2 separate regions of the Hordeum vulgare genome follow, and region 2 is linked to region 1. Evidence: chromatin contacts called from public Hi-C data. All regions are on one chromosome and are shown on one strand. The core of a region is the stretch at or near the end of the contact, and the rest is flanking DNA. Distances in the headings are between cores, read along the strand shown.

What was found. A called contact is a pair of places that touch in the nucleus more often than the background predicts.
Region 2: a contact with region 1 is called in a Hi-C map of seedling, with 2.2 times the contacts expected there. The contact joins the promoter of LOC123425349 here to the promoter of LOC123425347 in region 1. A contact is called at or near these places in 1 of 6 Hi-C or Micro-C datasets (seedling) and 1 of 1 datasets of contacts at active chromatin or transcription factors (embryo).

Annotation. Positions count from the first base shown.
Region 1 is chr2H:102,960,338-102,967,878 of MorexV3_pseudomolecules_assembly, reverse strand. LOC123425347 (EEF1A lysine methyltransferase 4-like) reads left to right here and starts at 2,841. Exons shown (of 7, transcript XM_045109029.1): 1 at 2,841-3,012; 2 at 3,109-3,205; 3 at 3,310-3,451; 4 at 3,549-3,631; 5 at 4,820-4,954; 6 at 5,441-5,545; 7 at 5,661-6,012. The coding sequence starts at 2,957. The coding sequence ends at 5,786.
Region 2 is chr2H:103,150,099-103,157,639 of MorexV3_pseudomolecules_assembly, reverse strand. It overlaps LOC123425349 (stress-response A/B barrel domain-containing protein DABB1-like), which reads left to right and starts at 4,138. Exons shown (of 1, transcript XM_045109033.1): 1 at 4,138-5,152. The coding sequence starts at 4,224. The coding sequence ends at 5,027. It overlaps LOC123425348 (peroxisome biogenesis factor 10), which reads left to right. Exons shown (of 11, transcript XM_045109032.1): 3 at 280-369; 4 at 838-932; 5 at 1,027-1,228; 6 at 1,381-1,450; 7 at 2,111-2,189; 8 at 2,428-2,561; 9 at 2,714-2,802; 10 at 3,143-3,228; 11 at 3,328-3,837. The coding sequence ends at 3,430.

The sequences.
Region 1 (7,541 bases), core at 1,592-4,091:
GCGAGAGAGGAGCTGGAAGACATGGTGCGTAGATGTGATGGGAAGAGCAAAAACTCTGTATATCATGTAAAGAACAAGAGGCAAAGCGTGATGCCAGTAGGGACGCGCTCATGTTTATAGTAGGCAAACCAGAGACGTACAAGGGTTGGTTAGGCTGCACGATTGATCTCCAAGTAAATAACAAAAAAAAGATCTATCTAAACATCCTAACACGTTTACATGAAGATAAAAAAAGCACGCACCCTATACTTTATATGGTTTATACAATACCGCATGTACACAATGCTTAACAGAACATACTTTTTCTTAAAGGAAAGGAAAGCTTTATAGATCAACGACGCCCGGACATATCGCCCAACACGCAAGCAACCACACTCGACGGAACAATAGTATCCCACTCGACACACACATTTGAGGAACATTTACAACCGATATGAGCTAGCTCGTGCTCAGCCGTATTGTTCTTCTACACGCATTGACACTCTACTTGAAGAACCACACCCTCGATTGAAACTTAATGTCTTCAATGATTGCTGCATATGGTGAGGCATCTACGCGCCGAATATTCAATGCATCAGCCAGCAACTCAGAATCCGTCTTAAAACTCACTCTGGTAGCTCCTAGTTCAGCTGCTGTCATCATCACCGTCGCCAAGGCGTTAACGTCTGCACCGAAGGCATCATGAACCTGCTCTTGCCGTCCTGCCCGCGTGATGATGACCTGCCCCGAGCTGTCGCGAGCCACGACACCCCACCCGCTGAAGGAGTTGCCCGGGGTCAAGGCGCCATCGAGGTTGAATTTAGTGATCTCGGTTGTAGGTGGCTGCCACTGCTCCGGGGGTCTCTTAGGCTTAGCCGGCGAGAAATTAACAGAATGTACTTGCATATCAGGGGTGACCTTAAAAGTTGTGACTTGTGAGACGCATATCAGGGATAGATAGCTCACCTCTTTGGATTAGAAACCACGCAACTGTTGCGGCGCATGGCAGGCAATTCTCCTTTTGGCACGCACTGCACAACACACTCAACAGGCTACCACCATCATCTGTACATGTATACTACTGCGCCAAGGGAGAACCACCCTGTGATTCGCACAATCAGTCAAATTTGCCATGCCTTGCTGTAAGCCAAAGCTCTTTGCCTCCTTTGAAATGTTTTGCTATGCATAGTTAGATGTTCCGAAGTACTCGGTGCCGTCTGTAAACTTGATCAAACATAAACAATTTTGACTTGAGATGAACCCAAAACTTTAATCATTTTGGAACAACAGGTAGTAGGTGAGAACGTAGGCGATAAGTGAATGTTTGTTCTATTTTTCGGTGAAGTGCGCTATAAGCCCATTAATTCAAACTGATTGCACACTTTAGGCCAACAACTTGGAAATTAAACCATTTAGGCCATATAAACTGCTTAATTTGATCAAATAAGACCAAGGTGAGGAAAAACCCAGCTACATGGTTCCCACATCAACCTACCTTTGACCGCTCACACCTTGACTAATTTTTACAGGGTCTTGCAATAGCGTCAACCTCATCCGACATAAACGAACTTAAAATTAAAGCATTGCATGGTACTTTAACTGACAACCTAAGGCTAGGCGAATGAGCATGCTAACCACTAGAACATTAAGGGCTTTGGACGCTATACATCAAAACAGAAATATGAAGTTAGTTGTGTCGATAATGTGTTTAGAAAATCATATTGAGAAATCGATGCATTCAACCGAATGTCAAGTACCTTTTTTTTAGAATACACAAAATACGTATTATAGAAGACTGAGATTTGTAATTACGACCTGTGGCCATAACCGCATGGTTGACACATTTACACCTCCACTCCACAATCAGCCAAGTACTTTGTGTGTATGTATATACATGACAAACAAGGAAGCATGGACCGATAGGATCTCCGACAAAACAAACTATCTATAAAAGAGAAGGCAACAATCACAATGAAAGGAAATTGATCACCTGACCACCTTCCAAAAAATAAAAAACTCTAAAAACCAGTTTGCCACATTTGTCGAAGCTAAATACAGTGAATCCCTCGATAGGGTATACCTATGTAGCGATTAGGTCCGAGGGGAAACAAGACGTAAAGTGTACCCAAGTTCGAACCCTCACAATCGAGCTAATACACTATTGTGATTAGGGTATGCAAAGAACAGATAAAGAAGCAAAACATTGTATGATGGTATAATTTTTGAAATACATGTTGAAACATTTTTCGAATGATAATACATATTTCTAAACCATGTAAACATTTTTGTACATTGTAAAAGCATTTTTCAAAAATGTCACGAGCACATTTCTGAAGCTTGTCAAGATTTTTTTTTAAATATGCGTACAATATGTCCTTTCTTGAACGTACGAAACATTTTTATTGAATTACACAAACACTTTTTACATCTGTATAAACAAACTTTTAAATGTCACGTACATTTCGTTTGAAATGTGCGGCATTTCAATTACCACAAACATTTTCTTATTATGATTAACATTCTTCCGTATACATGATTAATATTTCCTATTTACTCATTTTCGTATACAACAGAAACATTTTCCTATAGACGTCTAAACATTTGCTAAACATTTTGCAAATGCAAAATTATCCCGAGTGAATCTCGCAGGCAAACGATAGCAGCTTCTCGATCGTTGTGTGGTATTGGGCCTACCTTCTGAGACCTGAGGCCCAGCTAGAGTGTTAGGAGTGGGCTACGCCGCAGGCCATTCTTGTGCTTTTCTTTCAAAACATATGGGCTTGTAATTGTTCTGACGCCCAGGCTGCCTGGGGCCCAGTTGCGCCGTGCAGCCCGTGCTAGATTTTCATCAGACGTCCCCGGACCTCGTAGTGGTAGCTCGTAGGGTTCAACGAATCACACTGCCTACCCGCACACGCTGCACCAGCGCCAGAGGCCGCCAAGCACGCAAAGCGCACGCAACCCGCACGCGGCGGCGATGGCGGACGACGTCGCCCCGTGCACCGCATCCGGTTACCTCGACCCCTCCTACTGGTAGCTCACGAGTCCCTATCACCCTTCTCTGCCCCCCCGAGCTCCAAACCGCGCATGGAGCAGCGGACTCACGCGGCTCGCCTCGTGGCTTCGCAGGGACGGGCGGTTCGGGAAGGAGGAGCACTACGAGTGGTTCAAGGACTTCTCCCACTTCCGCCACCTCCTCGCCCCGCTCCTCTCCCCCTCCCTCTCGGTCCGTGCTCCCTCCCGCCTCTTTCCCCCAATTCTTCGCGTCGCTTCCGTGGATCTTAATTCGCGAGTTCCTGAATTTTGAACTGTGCCGCGATTTCTGCGCAGGTTCTGGAGGTCGGCTGCGGCAATTCGCGGCTCGGGGAGGAGCTCTTAAGGGAGGGCGTCGCCGGCGGCGTCACCTGCATCGACCTCTCGCCCGTCGCCGTCCAGAGGATGCGCGACAGACTGGCGGAGCAGGGCACCACTGGTCAGTTCACCAGTTTGGCCGGGAATGTACTTTCCGCATGTTCGTTACCGCCAAAGTTTGACCGTTTGAGTGAGAAATTGCCTCCTGCTTCGTGAAGGTGTGGATGTGGTGGTGGCTGACATGCTTGACCTTCCGTTCGAGAGCGAGAGCTTCGACCTTGTGATCGAGAAAGGGACCATGGTATGGTGTTGCGGACTTCGATGCCTCCCACTATTCCAACCTATCAATATTTTGTGTTACCATTTGTTCTAAGCTATGCTATGCTTAATGTTAACTGCAACTCAAAAGAACAAACATATTAGCCAACAAAGGTTGCGGTTGCATAGTAGTAGTACTGTGTGTTGAAACACTGATTATTATTATTTTTTGGTTACACCTGCAATTTGACATGCCGCCAGTGCTATCACCTTCGGCGTGAAAACTTGGTTTGCATTCCTGAACTGCACTGTGGTGAACTCAGTGCCTCTTTGATTCGCAGGATTGTAAGAAGTGTAGGAACAGGTAAAATACAGGATTTGAATGTCATGTCCATTCAAAACCTACAGATTTGAGTTTGTTTGATTGCGTAAAAACAAAGGGATTTTTTCAAGAGGCTGGAGTGGATGTCATTGTACAGTCTACTGAGGAAAAATATCCGAAGAAATAGGAAAAAATGGTTAATCAAATGATAAAATAGCAAAGCTTGTTAGGCCAACAAGATTATTGTAATCCGCCTCAATGCTGAATTCAGCCAAAGTGTGCGCAGATAGACTGTCTATTAGCAACATGATTCTATATGGTTTAACATATTATCAAGATCGTTGAGATATACAGTACCGGTGGTTGTGATAGTATTACTGGGTGTTTTTGTGGAAATGCACAATTGCATCTATTACAGAATTTTAGAAGATGACCCTGGGAGCTATTTACAGTACTGTGTTACTGTTATGCTTATCTGAATGACCATTCAGTCATTTGCCTATATAAAGCTGTGGAAGACAGGCTCATGTGTGCGGAAGTCCAGTATAAACGTGGTTGTTAACTATGTTAAAAATTCGTTTGTATGGTTGTCAAATGCGATAAGTATACAAGTTGTTGAACTCAATATAATGACCAATGAAGTGGTAGCATTTGCATGTTATCTTGATAATTAACTAACAATTTTTCTGTTACGATAGCTGCACAACCAGGGAAAAGGAGTCAATTCGAACAATCAAGATACTTAACTCAGCACCTTAAAAAATAGTCAGAAAGATGCACTGTCTTTTGACTTATCCTAACACCTCTGTTCTTTCATAGCATACAAACTTGTGATTAGATATTTTTGTCATCTTGTGATTAGATTATTAGATACTGCCTATAGACTTATACAGAAATATCCTTTGACAGGATGTGTTGTTTGTGGACAGTGGTGATCCATGGAACCCCAATCCTACAACAGTGGATAATGTAACCAAAATGCTTGAAGGTATCCACAAGGTTTTGAAGCCAGATGGCAAATTTGTATCAATTACCTTTGGACAGGTTTGGGAGATCCAATTGTCTGAATCCCTCTTTCATGCCCTTCATTTGTCATCGCTTTTGTATTTCAGACGTTTTTCTTTGCATGTCCCAATGATATCCTCTTTCTGGGTTTGTGGGTATGTTATTTGTGCACTGTACATAAGTACTCAATCCGTTCCCATTATAAGATGTATTAACTTTTTCTGAACCGGATGTATATAGACGTGTTTTAGTGTGTTTGCTCACTCATTTCAGTCCGTATGTAGTCCATATTGAAATATCCAAAACATCTTGTAATTCGAAATGGAGGTGATATAAATAAGGATATACCTTTGGTTTAGCAATATCACACAATGGTTATGAACTTGATATGTATAAAGAATTAAAGATTGTCTTTAATTAGTAATCATGAGCAGAAGAGCAAGTGGGACTGGTCATGAACTGTGATTTATTTGTTTAGCACCTTCACTCTTCTTTTTCTAAAATTTCTACTTTCTATTTTGGCAGCCACACTTCCGTCGTCGATTTTTCGAAGCACCTGAGCTTACATGGTCTGTTGAGTGGAACACCTTTGGCGATGGCTTCCATTATTTCTTCTACATCCTTCAGAAGGTTTAATGTTTGCGAATCATTTGGTTTTCATTTGAGCCCTTTACCTTTTCCTTATAACTATGATTTTCCTTGCAAAAATCCTTATTCTTGTCTTGTTCTTTCTTATATCTCTTAGGGCAAAAGATCACCAGAGTCCACCGGTCACCAAGTTACATTGCCTGCTGCTCCAAGCTTCAATATGCTCCATGATGAGCTCGAAAGCGAGGATTACTTATTTCGCACAAATGTTGATGAGTTATAAGCAGTAACTCAGTAAGCGAGTGCGCCAGTTTTGGAGGTTTTGATTCTACGCCATACACATGAAGGGGCTGATCGCTAAGCAACCCAGCGAGTGATGCTTGTACATGCCTTGTTGTGTGGTGATGTAACATTGCCCAGCAGGCTAGAGATCTCTGTATCATCAGAACTGACAATACACACCTATTCTCAATGTTAACCTTCTGGCGTTATTTCAGATTCATTAAAAAGAAAGAGCTTCAGCTATCTGAGTCAACACTAAGGATTTTTTTTAAAAAAAAAAATTAGTGTTGACTCATGACATGGAGGAGTACAACAGTCAGCAACCAGTTGTGTTAGAAACATGTGTGCATCGGGTCTAAACAAGCCTTTCTTGTAAACAATCTCCGTAGTGTCGTCGGCTCTCCTCTGGTTCATCGGATGCTCTACCTCCGTTATTTCTTCCGCCATCCCCTCCTCTGTTTATCTTCTACTCCATCCGTCCTAAAATAAATGACTCAACTTTATATTAATTTTATAAGTTAGTACAAAGTTGAGTCGCTTGTTTTACCACGGAGGGAGTAGATCATAGGTCAAACAGCTTGCTCTCTTCCTTGTGCACCCCCGCCCCTTGATCTATCTACATCTCCTGTTCCATTCCTGCCGAGCTTTCCTTCTCACACCCTCTCGGAAGAGTGTAGCACCGTTTGTCAGGCCTGAGATAATCAATGATGTTTGGGGATCGCGAAGGAGGAAGAACCAATAAATCTAGTGATAATGGTTTTCCCTTCTTATTCTTCTCAGGACATCGGCTTATATAGCCAGTTCAAACTACAGCGGTGATAAGAGAACGTTAAACAGTGAATCGGTAAAAGAAAATAAACAGTAGCTGAGGTAAATGTATCACTTCAGTTGCCCGCCTTCATCTGGGCTGTTGGCTGTCCTCACCCATTTGATCCGGACTACTGTTGCTTAAGGCCACTTTCAATGCATTAGTGCTAAGATGAGGTGTTAAACACATTAAATAGTTTATCAACTAAAGTCTTCAATGCATAGTTGATTAGTAGCTTATTATAGCTAAGCTTCCTTATTTAATGCTTTTCCAATTAAAGTTGTGCATACATTGGTGCATTTCTTTCATTTAATTGTTTTACCTAAGTTCACGCGCTTAGCATTGTTTCTTCTTAGGTCACCACACTCATCTCTCTTCTATTATAGCTAAGCCTCCTTATTTAATTGTTTTGCCTATGTGGCAGACTTATCACTTGTACAAGGTGGAGCATTGGGAGTAGCCTAACTGACGAAGTGTTGCACCGTTTTCGACAACATTGGGTTCGTTCAAAGTCTTGGAAAGAGTTTCTTGACGAAGATGACATCCTCTCAGGTAACATCAGCTGGAGTAAGGTTTTTCCAGTGTACCAGCCATTGGCCAATAGCGCCAGGGCCAGAGTCACACCCAGATTACTTGATAGAATTTCATATTGGCTCGGGGTTCAACCCGCATGCAGCCCGACCCAGGTGAAGGCCCAAGCCTGGCTGGCTCGCACAGGGGACTGAGAGCCCCTATGCGTCCACATGCAATGAATGGATAAATAAAGAAAACACTCTAGATCAACCGATTGATTTTTCGCATGCATAAGCCACGTCTCATGGTTGCCACGTGTCCTGGGCCGGGCTTGCACAACACAACTCCATCCCCACGTCCTTATCTTCAATCTAAAACGAGTCATCCTCTTGACTAGCCCGAACTCCTCCCTCACCCATCCCCTGCACCAGCTCT
Region 2 (7,541 bases), core at 2,889-5,388, 190 kb before region 1:
CTTGAATCTTGATGAGTTGATATTATATTTTAGTTGGAGTATGTGAAGATGGCATTTGTACGGTGTTGCATCTCGGTAGAGTAGGATGATTGTCATGCTGGATAAAAGAGATGTGTTTCCTATCTTTGTGAGCTCCATCAATTATTGCATGGAGAATGAGTTTGAGTATTGTTCTCTTTGTATTTTATTTTCTTTGACAACATTCATGTGTACAATCTTCATTTTTTCATGTAATTTAGTGAAGGTGGCAAGAACTTACATTGATTTGAACTTCCGCAGATAAAATTGCTTGGGCAGTCCCTCTACTACTTGCTAACAACTGGTTCAGGCCAGCAAACACTCGGAGAAGAATATTGTGATATATCTCAGGTCATATTGCCTTTTCTTCTTTAACACCGTTTTTGTTTTCGTTTTCTGCCAGTGAGGACAAATGTTATCCATCTTTATGTGTGTGCTTCCAACTATTTCATCTGATACTTGGTAGTATATTGCTGGCCCGTAGTTCATCTGTTGCCGTTGGAAATTTAACCTTATCTCAGTTTTGCATAGAAATCACAAGAAACAAATCTGTTGATGTAAAATATAGGGTTGCTTTTCACTCACGGTAAACACAATTCTGTTTTAGTTTACTAGATGGACCTGTTGATAGCAAATTAATGAAAGATCCTGTTAAACAAAAGACATGTAACACCAGGTGTTATGGCAGGTGAGATGGCCAAATTTGTTTTGTATCTTGTAAAGTTTGAGATGAAGAAAATAGTTGTACTGTGAGAATCTTGAAGCAATAATATTAATGTAGTATGCTGATGATGGCCATATTATGATTGAGACGTTCAGGTTGCAACCTCACATGGGCTTCCGCCAACACCTGCTAGGCGGATGCTTTTCATTTTGTATCAAACTACTGTGCCCTATCTTGCTGAAAGAATCAGGTAAGGTAGTAACAGTTTTAAATACAGTCCTTTATCCAATTCTCTTTGCTGGAAGAAACTGATCGCATATTTTCTGTTCGTACCAATTTAACAGTTCGAGAATTGTCTCCCGTGGTATTTACATGGATGACTCTCAGCTTGATAATCATCATGAAAGTGATAATCCTAGTAGAGGCATAACAGAATCCTCTACAAATACGAATGAGTCTTCGAGAAGCTTGAGTTTTTCTATGCTCTCGAGGTTGAGAAGCAAAGCGCAGGCCTTTTGGCTATGGGTAGTTCAGAAATGGCCTTCGGTACACAATTGTTCTAGTTCTCATGTGCAATCTGTTTATATATAGAAAACCTCCCTATATTTACTCATTGAGAAATGAGGAATGTAGTTATAACACTAAAGAGATGCTTTTCTTGTCTAAACAACTATATGGTGTGTCTTATCTGTTCCTAGATGCTGCCGCTTGGTCAAGATTTTATACAGTTGGCTATACGGACAAACCTGATGTTCTTCTACTTTGAAGGTATCTTATGTTCAGTATGTATGTAAAATCATTATGTATTGAGATATATTGGTAGACCAATTTATCTTTATTTTGCGTTGGTGTGACAATATCAACTGAGGAGTTCTCTTTCTTGCGTCCTGCTTAGTGATCATCAAAGTAATGGAACCTGAATTTAGTGCGAGGGCAGTAGGCAAATTAAAATCCCCAGATTGACCCCTTAATGACGAATTCAGCCCACTCGGTTTATCATGAGGTTATGCTGCATGTCAGACACTGTCACTCATTGATACATTCCTAGACACTAAGTTGCTGTGCAATTCTGTTATCCAAAACAAAAAACACCAATTTATGTGCAATATGATGGAATACCTTGCTAATGTTATTTACCTTCAAGCCTTAACCAATGGGGTAGCACTGGCTCAGTAATGATCAGCCCTATCCTTCTCTCATCACCTCAGTTGGATCTGTATTAACTACTACTCCCTCTGTTCCAAAATATACGCCTTTTTAGAGATTTCACAACATACAGAGCAAAATGAGTGAATCTACACTCTAAAGTTTGTCTATATACATCCGTATGTAGTGCTCTAGTGAAACCTCTAAAAAAACTTATATTTAGGAACGGAGGGAGTAATTGTTAGGTGCCTGATTACACTTCTTATGTTTCCTTTTCAATAGGATTATATTACCATTTATCAAAGAGAGGAGCCGGTATTCATTATGTATTCATTGGTAAGCCAATGAATCAGAGGCCCAGGTACCTTTTTCTGTACTTATTCACTTTGGCTAAAAGACTAGACTACATGGACTCACATAGAAACAAATCATACAGCCATTTGTGCCAGGAGCCCACAATATTATGCCACAAATGAATCTGAGAATGTAAATGATAAGGAATTTATCATGGGTTATAGTGTTTTGGACTATCTTCACACTACTTTCCTTTGAGGTCTAAAATTCTCCAGATGATCAAGTTTAATTCACTACATTTGCAGGTACCAAATTTTGGGTATCTTTTTGCTGATTCAGTTATGTATTCTTGGGGCTGAAAGACTCCGAAGAAGTAACTTATCATCAATAGCTAGTTCCATTAATCAAATTTCGTCCGGAAGCTATCCTTCATCTACAGGTACACTCTTTTACTGAATTTATTTAAATGGCTATTTTTGCTGAACCAATAACTGTTTTTCTTATTATGTTGAAGCTCCAAGTTACATTCTTACAATGATACAGATATCTATATGATGATTTTAATTCTTACCGTTGTGAATGGTGTACCAGGTCGGAGTGTCCCTGTTCTAAATGAAGATGGAAATATCATCAGTGACATCCGTCGTGGCAAAGCTGTAGATTTGGCTTCTGGTTCAGAGGTATTTGTCTTCAGATGAACAGTCTCCAGTTTGAATTAGTGTTTTTTGTGTACCCTAGAGGTTAGAACTACCAGAAAACCAAGTGATGCTCCATTAACCAAAAGTAAAATGGCTACCTTTGTATGGAAGTGGAAACTTATGTATTATTGCGCTTCCCTTCAGATGCACCTCCCAATGCATTCTTGTTGACAAAGCAAGCTCTTGGATCTACAAATGTTACAATTTAAGATTTTATGGCTGGAATTGCATATTATTTCAAATCACCGTTTATTTTTATTTTTTGTACATGTGATCTATTGTGTGGTGCTTATGCTTTGTGTATCTTTTGTGTGATGGCCAGGCATCCAGTAGCAAGAGCAAGTGCACTCTCTGTCTCAGCACCCGGCAGAATCCTACTGCCACAACCTGCGGGCATGTCTTCTGCTGGTAAAACCTCTCTTTCAAATGCTATGTCTTCAACCAAACCGGGTCTCCTCCCTTGCACCCTCTCCTGAATGGTATGGTAACTCACGGCATAACCTGCAGGAACTGCATAATGGAGTGGTGCAATGAGAAGCCTGAATGCCCCCTATGCAGAACTCCTATTACCCATTCAAGTTTAATTTGTATATATCATTCGGATTTCTAGAAGACCATTGCTTGCGGTAGCAAGGGATCGTATCATTCCCCACAGGCTCCATCAAGACGAGGACATAATTTGTTATACCAAAAGGAGGATGAGTAGAAAACCAGTCGATGAAGTTGAAGAACAGTCGGGCTGTAGCACCAAGGACAAGTTTGAAAAGGAAGATAAGAAAAAGTTGTAGTGCGGACAGATAGATATACCCTTGTATAAGTTCATGTTGGACACAAGCGAATTTTGTAGGGTAGAAGAATGAATGGCTAGGATGATAGACCAGTTTTTTGTTTTCTGTACGTATGCCTGTTTCCGGTCGAATGTTTTGCTGATCCGCTTGTCTGTACCACCTATGTATTCTTGCCACATCTACTACATTTAACATTTAGACCAGTATAAATTTAGCTCATCCTATGTTAGCTGCTTCTTTTTCCTTACTGGAATGCTCCATCCTATGCATGGTTGTTGGAGCCATTTAGCTCATGCTGCCTGATATTGACCCCGTCCGTGCTGGACGCCAGTTTCTTCCGCTGATAGCTTCCCGGCGGTCTGCAGTTCCCGAAGAAAACCACCGGCGGTGTGCCTTTTTCCAGCAAAGTCATCGTCCACCAAAACAGAGCCCATGTTGCGTCAAAGACACCGGTCACCGGCGATGCAGCGCAGCCGCCACCGTGCTAGTCCGTTCGCCTCGGCGCCACCCGCTTATAAAATCCATCTTGGCTCACACAAATGTGATGCCGCGCAGGTCACTGTCCCCCCAGCCCCATCCCGATTTTAACCTCCTCCCCTCGCACTGACCAAAGCCATGATTTGCATCAGAGCCATCCCCTCCCCTCGACTCCTCCACCTACCCCTCACCCGCCTCGCCTCCTCCTCCCCGCTCCGCCGCCTCAGGCCCTCCGCCGCCGCCATGTCCTCGTCCCCCTCCGTCGCCGCGCCCACCGTAGCGGCGCCGGTCGAGCACATCGTGCTCATCAAGGTCCGTCCGGAGGCCGTGGCCTCGGGGGCGGCCGCGGCGATGGTCTCCGCGCTGCAGGCGCTCTCCACGCTCGTCCCGGGGGTCTCCTACATCCACGCGGGCCCCGTGCTCCGCCTCCGCTCCCCGGCCGCCGAGGCGCTGGGCCCCACCCACCTCCTCCACTCCCGCTACGCCACCAAGGCCGACCTCGCCGCCTACGCGCCGCACCCGGCCCACGTGGCCGCCGTGCAGGCGCACGTCGCCCCCAACGCGCTCGACGCCACGGCCGTCGACTGGGTCAACGCCGCGGAGTCCCCGTCCCCGGTCGCCCCCGGCGCCGCCGTGCGGCTCACCCTCGCCAAGGTGAAGGAGGGCGTGGAGGTCGGGCAGCTCGTGGAGAAGGTGGCCGCGGCCACCAGGGACGCCGGCGAGGCCAGCGGCGCCAAGGTCAGCTTCGGGGAGAACTTCTCCCCCGCGCGGGCCAAGGGGTACCAGTTCGGGATGGTGGCCGTGTTCGGCAGCGTCGAGGAGCTGGACGCAGTGGAGGGCGACGGCAAGGTGGAGCAGGCCAAGGCCGCCCTCAGGCCCATGCTCGACGAGGTCATGGTGCTGGACTTCGTCGTCGACGCTCCGGCCGCTGCGAGCCTCTGATTCTGATCCGGGGTTTCAGGTTGATTTTGGATCCCAGCGTGCTGTCAGTCGATTTGGGAATAATGGACTCATCCTCTGTGATATCTGTATCGATATTGAGATGAATAACAATCAATTGCTGTGCCTGTTGTGTGCTCCCAACTTTTTACATGTCGAATGCGTCTGATAGTTGGATCAGGAACCAAGCGACAGAGTTGTAGGATTGCATCTCTATTGATTATGCAGTACTGCAATTGTTCACAGCCCTTTGTGATCGCTAAGAGCATCTCCAAGAGACTGACGCGCGCAGGCGCGGCGGGCGAAAAAGAAATTTACAGCCTCGAAATAGCGCCTTTGCGTGTAGAACTGTTAGTTGCTTCATCAGGCACACAAACAAACATTTTATATTTAATGTGAAACAAAAAAAATCAAACAAACATAAAATAAATCATTAAAAACAGTTCAATTATTTTTTACAACTCAAACAAATGCAACAAATAAACAGCACAACAAATAGTTTATTATCCCCTAAAGCCTTGTGGCGTCTTCGAAACCCAAATATTCCAGACCAAACAATTATACGATTCCAAGCCTTGTGGCGTCTTCAGCATTGGAAACCCAAATATTCCAGACCAAACAATTGTACGATTCCAACCGCGAAGTGCTTGACACATATGATGGATTGGCTCTCACCCTTGACCAAGTGATCATCAACTTGATCCGCCGAAATATCATATGCCAGCATACGCAAAGCGGCAGTCACCTTTTAAAAGGTGCTATGCCCGAGTTCTCCGACAACATTCCTCCGTTGTTGAAAAAACCGATCATGGCTCGCCAGTCTCTCCGCAATATGTTTGAACAACTCGATGCTCATCCTAAAACGGCGCCGAAAGTAGGACTCGGGGTATGTGGGAATCTCCGCAAAATAGTTCCTTATCAATCTGTTATGGGTATCGATCCTATTCCTCCATAATTTCTAATGACCAAAAACCGTACCACCGTGCTTTCTCTTTTTGTTGATGTGCATAGCTAGGACCATTGCTAGGTCCTCCTCCTCTTGAAGATCAAATTATTCATCAGAAGAATCATGAAACGAACTCATCTACAAATTTGAATTCAAACTAAAATTTAACACTACAAACAACATACTCCAAAATTATCTATAAAAATGAAGTTTAGTACCAATATATACCTTGCAAACGTTTTGTCAAACACCTTGTGGGCGCCGAGCTGCAAACCCTTGTCGGGCGCTGTTCGTCGGCGAAACGGGGCGCTCGAGGAGCGGCGGCGGAGGAGGAAGCGACAGCGGCCACCGGGGAAGAGGGGGAAGCGGCGCGCGCGTGGGGAACGACGGGGGTGTCGGCGTCAAAACCGGTAGATCTCGGGTAGGGGGTCCCGAACTGTGGACATTGGATCGATGGGTTGTAGGAAGAAGGGGGAGATAGTGGTTTACCCAGGTTCGAGCCCTCATATGGAAGTAATACCCTACGTCCTACTTGATTGTATTGATGAAGATGATTAAAGAGTAGATCTACCTCGAGATCGTATATGCTAAACCCTAGATGATTCAGCCTCCTCTACACGGATGGGGGTCCCTGATTTATATAGACACCAGGGACCCTAGGATTTACAAGTTACTGACTATAATAGGGAATATATGAGCTGACCTAGTCTTTCTAAGCTTGAAGTACATGCCAATCTTCGGGATATTCCTTCCAGAGTAGAGGTCGTCATAAGGTCCGGTCTTCTACAGCGCGGCCCAATGGGCCCACCCGATATTGACTAACCGACCGCCCGAGGACCCCAGAATCCTGGACTCCCTCAAGGGGGAAGTGCCGACGGGTCGCTGGAGGGGATGGGGAAGTTGCGCGCGTGAGCGGAACTTTCAGATCCGGCGGTTGGTGAACATTCGCGTGGGCGAGTCGTTGTTCAGCGCGCGGTAGACGCTGGAAAAATGAAGCGTGTGATGTTGTTTTGTTCGGCGCACGGAGTAGTGTTTAGCGCGCGGGCGATTTTAGCGCGTGTGCTGGAGCTGCCGATTCAGTCGTGCACGCTAAAAAGGCGTTTTTCATGCGCGCGGCTTATTTAGCGCGTCTGTTGAAGATGCTGCAGTTTGGGATAAAGTGACAAACTCTACCCTGTAGAATTTCACCGGCGAACCAATGGATTCGCCTCCCCTATGCTTGCTGCTCCGACAGACGATGGTGGGGAGGGGTGACCCGGTGCCTCTACTCTCGTTAGTAGTTTAGATTAGGGTTTTTAGTCTTCGAATGCGGGGCTTGTCGTGGGTATAAGTCTGACAGTAGATGTATGGGGTACGAAAGGATGGGCAGAGCCTTAGCTACGGCGAGGATGTATGAGTTCAGGCCCCTCTACGGTGAAGGTAAAAGCCCTACGTCTCAGTGCTCTTGGGAGCTTAGTGTGGAGTGGATTATAGGATTGCAGTAAATGCCAACCCCTGCACCAGTGAGGAAGGGCGGCTTATATAGAGTGCGCTGCCCTTCATAATGGCCCGGTGGACAGGGGTGGAATAGT